2 separate regions of the Xenopus laevis genome follow, and region 2 is linked to region 1. A link is a contact called in public Hi-C data. All regions are on one chromosome and are shown on one strand. Each heading gives the region's core, a stretch centred on a gene start, on an enhancer-like site or on the middle of the called end of the contact. The rest is flanking DNA. Distances are from core to core; before and after follow the strand shown. Region 1 holds the start of bmp4.L (bone morphogenetic protein 4 L homeolog). Region 2 has its middle 54 kb from the start of cnih1.L.

What was found. A called contact is a pair of places that touch in the nucleus more often than the background predicts.
Region 2: a Hi-C map of the XTC cell line shows a contact between it and region 1, with 3 times the contacts expected there. The contact joins the enhancer-like site here to the promoter of bmp4.L in region 1. A contact is called at or near these places in 2 of 4 Hi-C or Micro-C datasets (the XL177 cell line and the XTC cell line).

The regions. Positions count from the first base shown.
Region 1 is chr8L:85,909,089-85,913,350 of Xenopus_laevis_v10.1, forward strand. It overlaps bmp4.L (bone morphogenetic protein 4 L homeolog), which reads right to left and starts at 2,471. Exons shown (of 3, transcript NM_001088032.1): 1 at 2,324-2,471; 2 at 1,282-1,649. The coding sequence starts at 1,642.
Region 2 is chr8L:86,105,165-86,109,426 of Xenopus_laevis_v10.1, forward strand. No RefSeq gene overlaps it. Among protein-coding and RNA genes, the nearest start is that of cnih1.L, 54 kb to the right of the region's middle. Within about 2 kb of position 2,382, at least 1 of the 7 cell types and tissues checked has an H3K27ac peak or open chromatin away from gene starts, as enhancers often do.

The sequences.
Region 1 (4,262 bases), core at 1,221-3,720:
TGTTTATGAGTCATGGATTTCAGAATGATGGGTCACAGTCCAAGCGTAACTCTCCATAGGAGAACCAGGCAGGAACATTAAAAAAAATTCTAGTACATTTCAAAACAGCAAGTTAGTAAGGGAGGTTCCCAGGAGTCTGCTTACAAGCCTTAACTGCTTAGAGACCACACCAGGACAAGATTACAGCCATGGCGTTGGTCGCCTTTAATTCTAAAATAATTTGTTTCCAAATGCCCTGGTCGAGATAAGGCACTACAGTTTGCCCTCTGGAAGCCGGCTTCATGTGAAATATAAGATTATGGCTTTCTGTTGTCAGAAGAGAATGTTGAGGTTCCCTATAATAGTTTTATAGGAAATTGAAAAACAAAAAAAACTATTTGCAAACTCAACTGACTGAAAGGATGTTACACAGTGTAAGTACTGACTCACACCTTACGGCAGCTTTAAAAATAAGGTCTAGGCAGGTGTTTCAAATGCTAATGTGTGCACCTTTGTTTTAGGCCGTAACAATGCACTATGTGTTAGTTTGTTTAGCCTTATTCATATTAACATGTAAATGCAAGGACATATAATGAAATAGGCTGGTTCTCCTTGCACTGTAAGCTACCAAGAACAATTAGGGATAATTAGATATGCGTATGTGGAGCACATTCATGGCATTTATGTGATCAAAGATTTGTCTGATAAAATGTTAATCGAGTTTTAGAAATAACTGAAATATCCCATGTAGGCGAGTGAAGTAAGAAGCAAAAGGAGAGAGAAGGAATTGCAGGTCTGTGACTGTCATATGGGGGTAATGTATTAATGTAGAGGGGATATGGATAATGGATTAGCCCACATTATACTAGAATTCAGAATATATGGATAATGCAAATAATTTGGTGTCGGTTGAGGTAACTTTTCTATCAATAACATAAAATATGTTCAGAAAATAATATAGAAATATAATAGAAACCCTCAGACGTATAAAAGGAATATATTGGACTAAGAACCATGTTAATCTGAATGAAAATACAGAGGGTGAGTTTGGGAAGTTTAGCCCTGAATAAACATGATGTTAGACTTTGAGTTCTCCACAGGGATAGTAGTAAAGCAATGGGGTCCCCACAGATGAACGAGGAGCGCTCAGGGCAGGGAGAGAAATAGTTTGAGGGGAGTGAGAGAGGTTTGCGGTACCCAAGCGTTAGGAAGCTCAGGGAGTCAGAGGTAAGTGCGGGTGGTACAGTCCGTCCTATTTAACAAGTTGCCTATGTGGGGCGAGAATGGAGTGCGGCTACTCACCCTCGTGATGGAAGCTCCTCACAGTGTTGGCGCGGCTGGTCGGTCTCTCAGGATACTCCATGCTGATATCGTGCAGCTCATCCTCTTCCTCCGCCGACTGAAGCCTGTACAGGTCGCGCATATACGCGGGCACCACCACATCCTTACTGGGCTGCGGCCGCTTGCCGAGGCCGAACATCTGCAGCAGCGTCACCTCGAAATCCCGCAAGAGCTCATGGCCCTGAGCGGACCTCCGACCCCCCTGAATGTCGGCCGCTACTTTCTTCTTGCCCGTGTCAGGTATGAGGCTGGCATGGTTAGTGCCTCCGAGCAGGACTTGGCATAATAAAATGACCATCAGCATTCGGTTACCAGGAATCATGATGTCTCTGGAGGGTGCACAACAAACAAAATACATGCAAATAAATAGGGAGGATCTGCGGGGGATTAGACTGACAAAAAAATCAAGTGATAGAGCGGGATGAAAGCAAATAATAGGACAAGGACAGTTCCACAGAGGCACCCGGGGCGGGGGGGGTCTTGAGTTATAACTTGTGTCCAGTCACATCCCTCATTATCAGATAGTCACCGCCATCCTGTTGCTAATCTGACTGAGAGCGTCTCCCGCAATTGGCAGCAGTCGCTATAGAAATGCCTCTGCCATTTGCCCCTGTGCAACAAGTGCCGGCGCTCCGAGCAGCTGGATCATGTGCTGCAACCCGATAGCCTGCGATATGTCCGCGCTCCAGCTGTGATACATGTTATCAGTCCCACTGCAGCCCAAGCGCTCGGCAATCCAGTTGCTAAAGAACTACAACACGCTACACCCCCTAATTCCGCGAGCCTGGCCAATGAATGCTGGTACTTGTAGTTCTCCAACACCTGCAGTTGTACATGGGCAGCACACTTGTGTCCTAGAGCGCGTCGGGGCGACTCAACTGATTGTCGGGTCGGCAGCAGGAAGTAGCCAGAGCCGTGTGTGGGGGGTTCCTATGCAGGGGGACAGCTACAGGCAAAGAACAGAGAAGATGAGAAATACAAGAGGAACAGAAAGTCTACTCACTGACACAAAACAAGGCATAGAAAAACAGTCCATGATTCTTGACAGCCAATCTTGGACAGAAATGGGTGGAAAAGCTCAGTGCACGGGCTCGGGACGCAGTTTGCAGATGATACTAAGGAACTGGCTCCTAAAATGAATATTGGAATATAATGAGAGCGCAGCCAGCAACACTCTACTTTAACTCCCAGCCCCTTTTGCGGATCACGTGGGGGGCAAATCGCTCCGGGAACCCGTCAATCAAGTCGGCGGCCGGCCCACCTTGCGGCCTATATTAGGGGAGGGCTGTGTCCGAGTGTGCGTGTGGTGATTCCAGGAACGGGCCGACTTTCCGCTTTTATCGGCGCTCCTTCTACTTTAATCTCGTGTTAATGAAATTGCCATCGCGCGTACTTTGCTTGTAATAAAAGCCTGACTGTCCTACACTTTCCCTCAGCGACAACCAATTGCTTGCCTGTGTCACGGGGCGAGTGAAAGCGCTCACGTGAAACACCTGGCATGTTTCTGTATGACTAATTAAGGCTGTCGTTGTAATGGTCGTGCCAATCCTATTCTACCAAGAAAGAGTTAAAGGGCCATTGGGGCGCTCAATAAATGAAGGTGTAATGCAAGGGCGCCCCTTGCTCACCTCAGCCTTCGAAGTTTCTATGACAACGGGGCTAACCCGACTCCTTAACACGTCTGCTAATTCTCACAGAAGTATCTCGCCCTAATAACCAGGAGCCCCAGCACAAACATATACAATCACCCTTGCCCAGGTATATCAGCCCCATTCACTTCTTCAACTACTGCCAATGTGCAACAATCATGCCTGTAAATTCGATTTCCTTCCAACACCTTACTCAGTCCCCTCCCAATCTACACCCCCTCATGTCCTCCCTTTAAAAAGTATAGAAATAAATTCCAGTACTTCAGCCTATCTATCATCCAGCCAAATAAGGTTGGTTATAAACTGTATTCTGTGTGGATCAGAATTAAGGGGGAAGGTGTTCTCCGAATGGAGGGCAACATGCTATTTTATTCTATATATAACTACATTTTCCTTCCCCTGTAAAGATCAAGAATACTGTGAATAAATTGGCACCTTGATATCTATTCAGTGTCATTTTTAACATACAGTAGTATAGCTTTATGGGGGAGGGGGTGCAGGACTTTGTCACCTATGGGGAAACAATCAGCTACTGGACACACATTCCTGTCTGGTTGTTCCAGTGCATTCCCCTTTAAAGAATTTTATTCCACCATATTTCACATTATCTGGTAATGGCTAAACAGAACTGACAGATCATCTGTATTATAATACTGGCAGATTTAGTACTATCAAGAATGCTCGGGACCTGGGGTATTCCAGATAATGGTTGTTTCCGTAATTTAGATCTTCATACCTTTAGTCTACTAGAAAAGCGTTTCCAATCTGCTTGCTTTGCTTCCAATAACGATTAATAATACATGCGCTTGAATCAAGTACAATGTACTGTTGTATTATTATAGAGAAAAAGGATATAATAAAAAATTTGGGTGACAGATAAAATGGAGTCGATGGGAGATGGCCGTCCCGTAATTAATATCTTTTTGGATAACCAGTTTCCGGATAATAGATCCCATATCTGTACATCACAATTACTTCCAGGTATTGATTACATGGATTTTCTTTTAAAAATGCTTCCCCAAACTAATAAATAGCTTTTATTATAGGAAGTTCAAATGATCATAATGGTGCATAATCTGTTTAAAACACTGCTAAATCTCATTAACATACTGTATCCCCCACCTTTGCTTTGATTTACACCACTCTAGCCTAGAGAATATAATCGTTTCTTGTGCATAGCCCTCTACTTTTTTTTCACTGTAACGGTGTGAAAAGTAATCATAACCCATCACATCAGGTATTTATGGCAGTATAAAAGAAGCAATACTTGGAATTGTAAGGTAGATAATGTTC
Region 2 (4,262 bases), core at 1,132-3,631, 200 kb after region 1:
TCTATTTAACTGATCTAGTTAAGAAAATAGAAAAAAATTAGGTGTAATAAAATTGAAAGTGACCTCTATGAAAGGGTTTTTTTTTCTTTCACTTAGCTAAAATCGGAATAATTGAGTCAGAGACCCAGCTGCACAGGGCTTTGAATTTAAAATGCTTTGACTGATCTGCAATCTGTTCACATTTTACAGCAGACATTGGAACCTTCCTAGAATGCATGCTTGTCTTTATTTACTTCATCTGTGTATACATCTTATATTTATTCAAAGCACATGCATGCTACAGACACTTGCATTCTCTAAAGCTGAGGAATAATCTAAATAATTGAAGAAAGACATCTACGAGGCCCCAAGAAAGGTTGATTCTTTTCTTTCTTAAATATATTTTTCAAAATGGGACATAATCATTACACCATCTAGTGGCATATCTGAAGTGGCATACAGCCCTATTATACATTGCCGGATCCATTTATCAAGGGGTAGTTGTAAAGGCAGGAGCATTAAGGGCCACAAAATCATGAACCTTAGAGCCATGTGTACAATGCACTTGCACCTGGAACTTCCAGCAGCAGTACATCCCCTCTCTGCCCTCTGATCTGGCACAAGGAAGCCATTTAAATCTAGATCCTGTGTTTCCTCCTGTTTCCTTGGCCCCTTGTTTGATGATTACAGCATCTCAAGATGCTAGGAGTTTTTGTTCCGCAACACTTGTCCAAGGGGAATTTTTCAAGAGAGCCTGAGTGAAAAACATCATAAGCTACAGCTGACTGTGCTAGACAAAGTGCATGACCATGATGTCTGTGTATATAAAAAGTAAAATATGTGACAAATGAATTCGTTTTACCTGATTAAACAGGGACCTCAGGTACAATCCTTCTCAGGGAGGGGTACTAGGTTCTGGCAGCAGTGATTGAAGACCCTTTATGCCTGGGTTGTCCTTATCCATAAAAGGCAAAATAAAGGGATACATGATACAAAGCACATAATGAGCCACTTCTGGTTTAACTTTATCATATGTTCAAAGAATGTGGTCCTGATTAAAAGAAGGTTCATAAAAAGTGCTTCCTTCAATGTCACACATAACCATGGTCAAACCATTACATTTTGGGGTTTTGACATCAATGCCGTGGTATCTGATCCCTTGAATATCAATCAAAGAAAGAATAGGCACATAAAGAACCAAAATGTAGAAGCACTCACCAGGTAGAAGAGGAGGTCTCTGTGATCCAGCCCCAGACTCACAGAATTAGGAATGGTTAACTGAAAACAGCAATAACATGGGCTTTTAGGCATTCAGAGGATCCACAAGAGCCGTACAAATTTAAATAGGAAAGTCTTTATTTAAAGCTACATTAAAAGATTAACATCTCCATTTTACCTATGCATTTAGTTTCCTGTGGGCACTTAATTATGGCATATGATCCCTTGCCCTATATTTCAGGCATTGGGTGCTGACAGCATGCATGTTGCTATTGGCTCTCATCATGTGCCAGTGTGGAAAATGTGACTGTCTGCTGATGTGTGTCATCCTTGTGTCGACCTCTCATCAACCCATGTTAGCTTCTGAGAAATGTGAACATTTCTGTCACTTAATCTACCTTCCATTCAGCAAACAGATGCATAAATGCTTCACAAATTGTAACATGTTTGCAGAATTCTAAAATATTACTTTAGATCAGTGCTGTCCAACTTCTGTGGTACAGAGGGCCAGACCTTTTCTGGTCTCCGTGGTGGAGGGCAGATAATGGAAGCCAGTGTTGACCACTATCCTTTTTAAACCACACCCACTTTAAACTACACTCATGTTACCACAAGAACTTTTAAGACCATGTCCACATTAATGGTGGGAGCATACCAAAAAACCCAATAGTTGGTGCTTACTGCAGAGATATCACTCATCAGTCATATATGAAAAATTTAAGTCATATAAAACATGACAAATGTCTCCTCCTCCCCTGTGGATAACACATCACCCCCACCCCAGCACATGATTACACACCTTGGGGACCCCCTAACAACAATTTCCCCAATTTCCCGATACTAACAAACCCCTAGAACAAACCCTACCAGGCTCACGCCCCACAGGTAGCGTAGGGCAGGCAGAGTATGGAACACACAGGGAGCATAGAGGAGGCAGAGTATGGCACACACATGAAGCATATGTCAGACAAAGTATGGAACACACTGGGAGCATAGGGCAGGCGCAATATGGCACACACAGGGAGCATAGGACAGGTAGCATACGGCACACACAGGGAGCAAAGGACAGGGAGAGTATGGCACACACAGGTAGCATAGGGCAGGCAGAATACAGCAGGGACCAGGGAAACCTATCAGGACCATTCAGTGTCGGACTAGGCCAGCGGGACACCGTGAAAAAACTTGGTGGGCCCCCACAAGCCCAGACCTGCACCTCCTGCTGCCCGGAATGAACTGGCTGGCGTGCTCAAATAGGCGCACGCACAGCGAGACGTGTTCCAGCATATGTGCAGTGCGTTTGCGCATGCGTGCATCGCGAAATATACAGCCAGCGGGCCAGGCCATTTTCACATACAGGTAAACTAAATATCATGGTTTACCATTACCATATGACTGCCCATTTAATTACAATACCATTTAATTTTCTTTTACATAAGATTCAATAGTGTTCAATTAGTGACTGAAATTGATGACAGTTTGGATTTCATGTTTCATATGTTTCTACTGCTCTTATGTGCAATGCATCCATTTGTTTTTCTTTTTGTCTCTCACTCTCAATTTCAAATCAGTCACAGACAATGGCATTATAATTGCACAGTGGACATTCAGAAAGAAGGGTAACACATTTTGTTTTGTCCAGTCAGAGGCACAGGGTCTGATCCTAGTTGTATATATACTGTATATCTCTAGAAACTTTACCATAAAGCAAGATGGGGCTTCTATTGTTCTGAAAAAAAAGGAAATAAATATACAGTAGTCACAGAAGTACCAGGAAATAGTGCTCTTCAACAGGCACCATTGCAGGACACTGGACATGTACAGTGCCTCCGTCACCAGGAATGAAAGCCAAACAAAATAATAAAGATGGGGAGCCAGTGACAACTTCAGAGCCATGAATCTTAAGTGTTATGGGGCTGTTGTACTTCTAGACTGGTATAATAAGCCCCATGCTAGAGTTCTGTATGGTTTGGTAGGGCAAACCTGTGCCTGACCTGGACTGGTTGACCTGCAACCCAACCCACACCCACTACCCTGTATGCACCCTGCTACCTGGCCCACAACTTACCTTCGACCCAAGGACCCTCGAAAGTAGAAGTGAATCATCGTGGACCAGAAGTGACATTGCTCCAGAGGCAGATCAACCTGGTTAGAGGAAAAAGAAGCTTTATTGTCAGGGTTGGGAGGGAGAGATCACAGCCACACTTTAGCCAGACAAGTATAGGAGAAGGAAGAGGAACTCCAGCAGTATTACTGCAAACAACTTTTTATTCCAGGCAGTGGTAAACACAACATGTTTCGGGTTCAATACCCTTTATCAAGTGAATCTTGATAAAGAGTATTGAACCCGAAACATGTTGTATTTACCACTGCCTGGAATGAAAAGTTGTTTGCAGTAATACTACTGGAGTTCCTCTTCCTTCTCCTATACTTGGATCATTTGCAGCAGTTGCAGCACAGAGCAACTATTAAAGAATTGGACACATACCATTTGGAAAAGCTGTGCTAACCACCATCCCCCTCTTCTATTTAGCCAGGCAGGGTACCCACTGAACAAATGCATGACCAGGGAATTGGGAACTTTCTGCCTGAAACCCGACCAATCTGTTGATGCAGGTCTCTACCCTATGCATGAGGTACATCATTTACAGCTTAATTAATTTTTGACATGTAGCTATGTTTGAAGGTTTCAGTTATATGACATGATACTTACTTAATTAAATATGGAATTACAGATCTAAAGTGGAGATTCTACCTAATAATTTTCTCTATTGTAATAAATAATGAAAAGTACAGCAGTTACATATCCCTGAGTATGTGTAATACAAACGAAAAAGATTTATTTATAGAGAATTAATTTTCTTATGTTAAACCCTGAGGCTTTATTCTTATGTGTCAGATGTACTTCAACTGTCATGGACCAACAGATCTGCTTGCCTGGTGATGACATTGAGATGCTTTGTACACTAACTCTAGCATCATATATGTAAAATTTTCAAGCAACCAATAAAGCATTTCCTCCTCTAAAGTTATTACCTGTTACCCCAGGTGGGCCTGCACTCAAACAC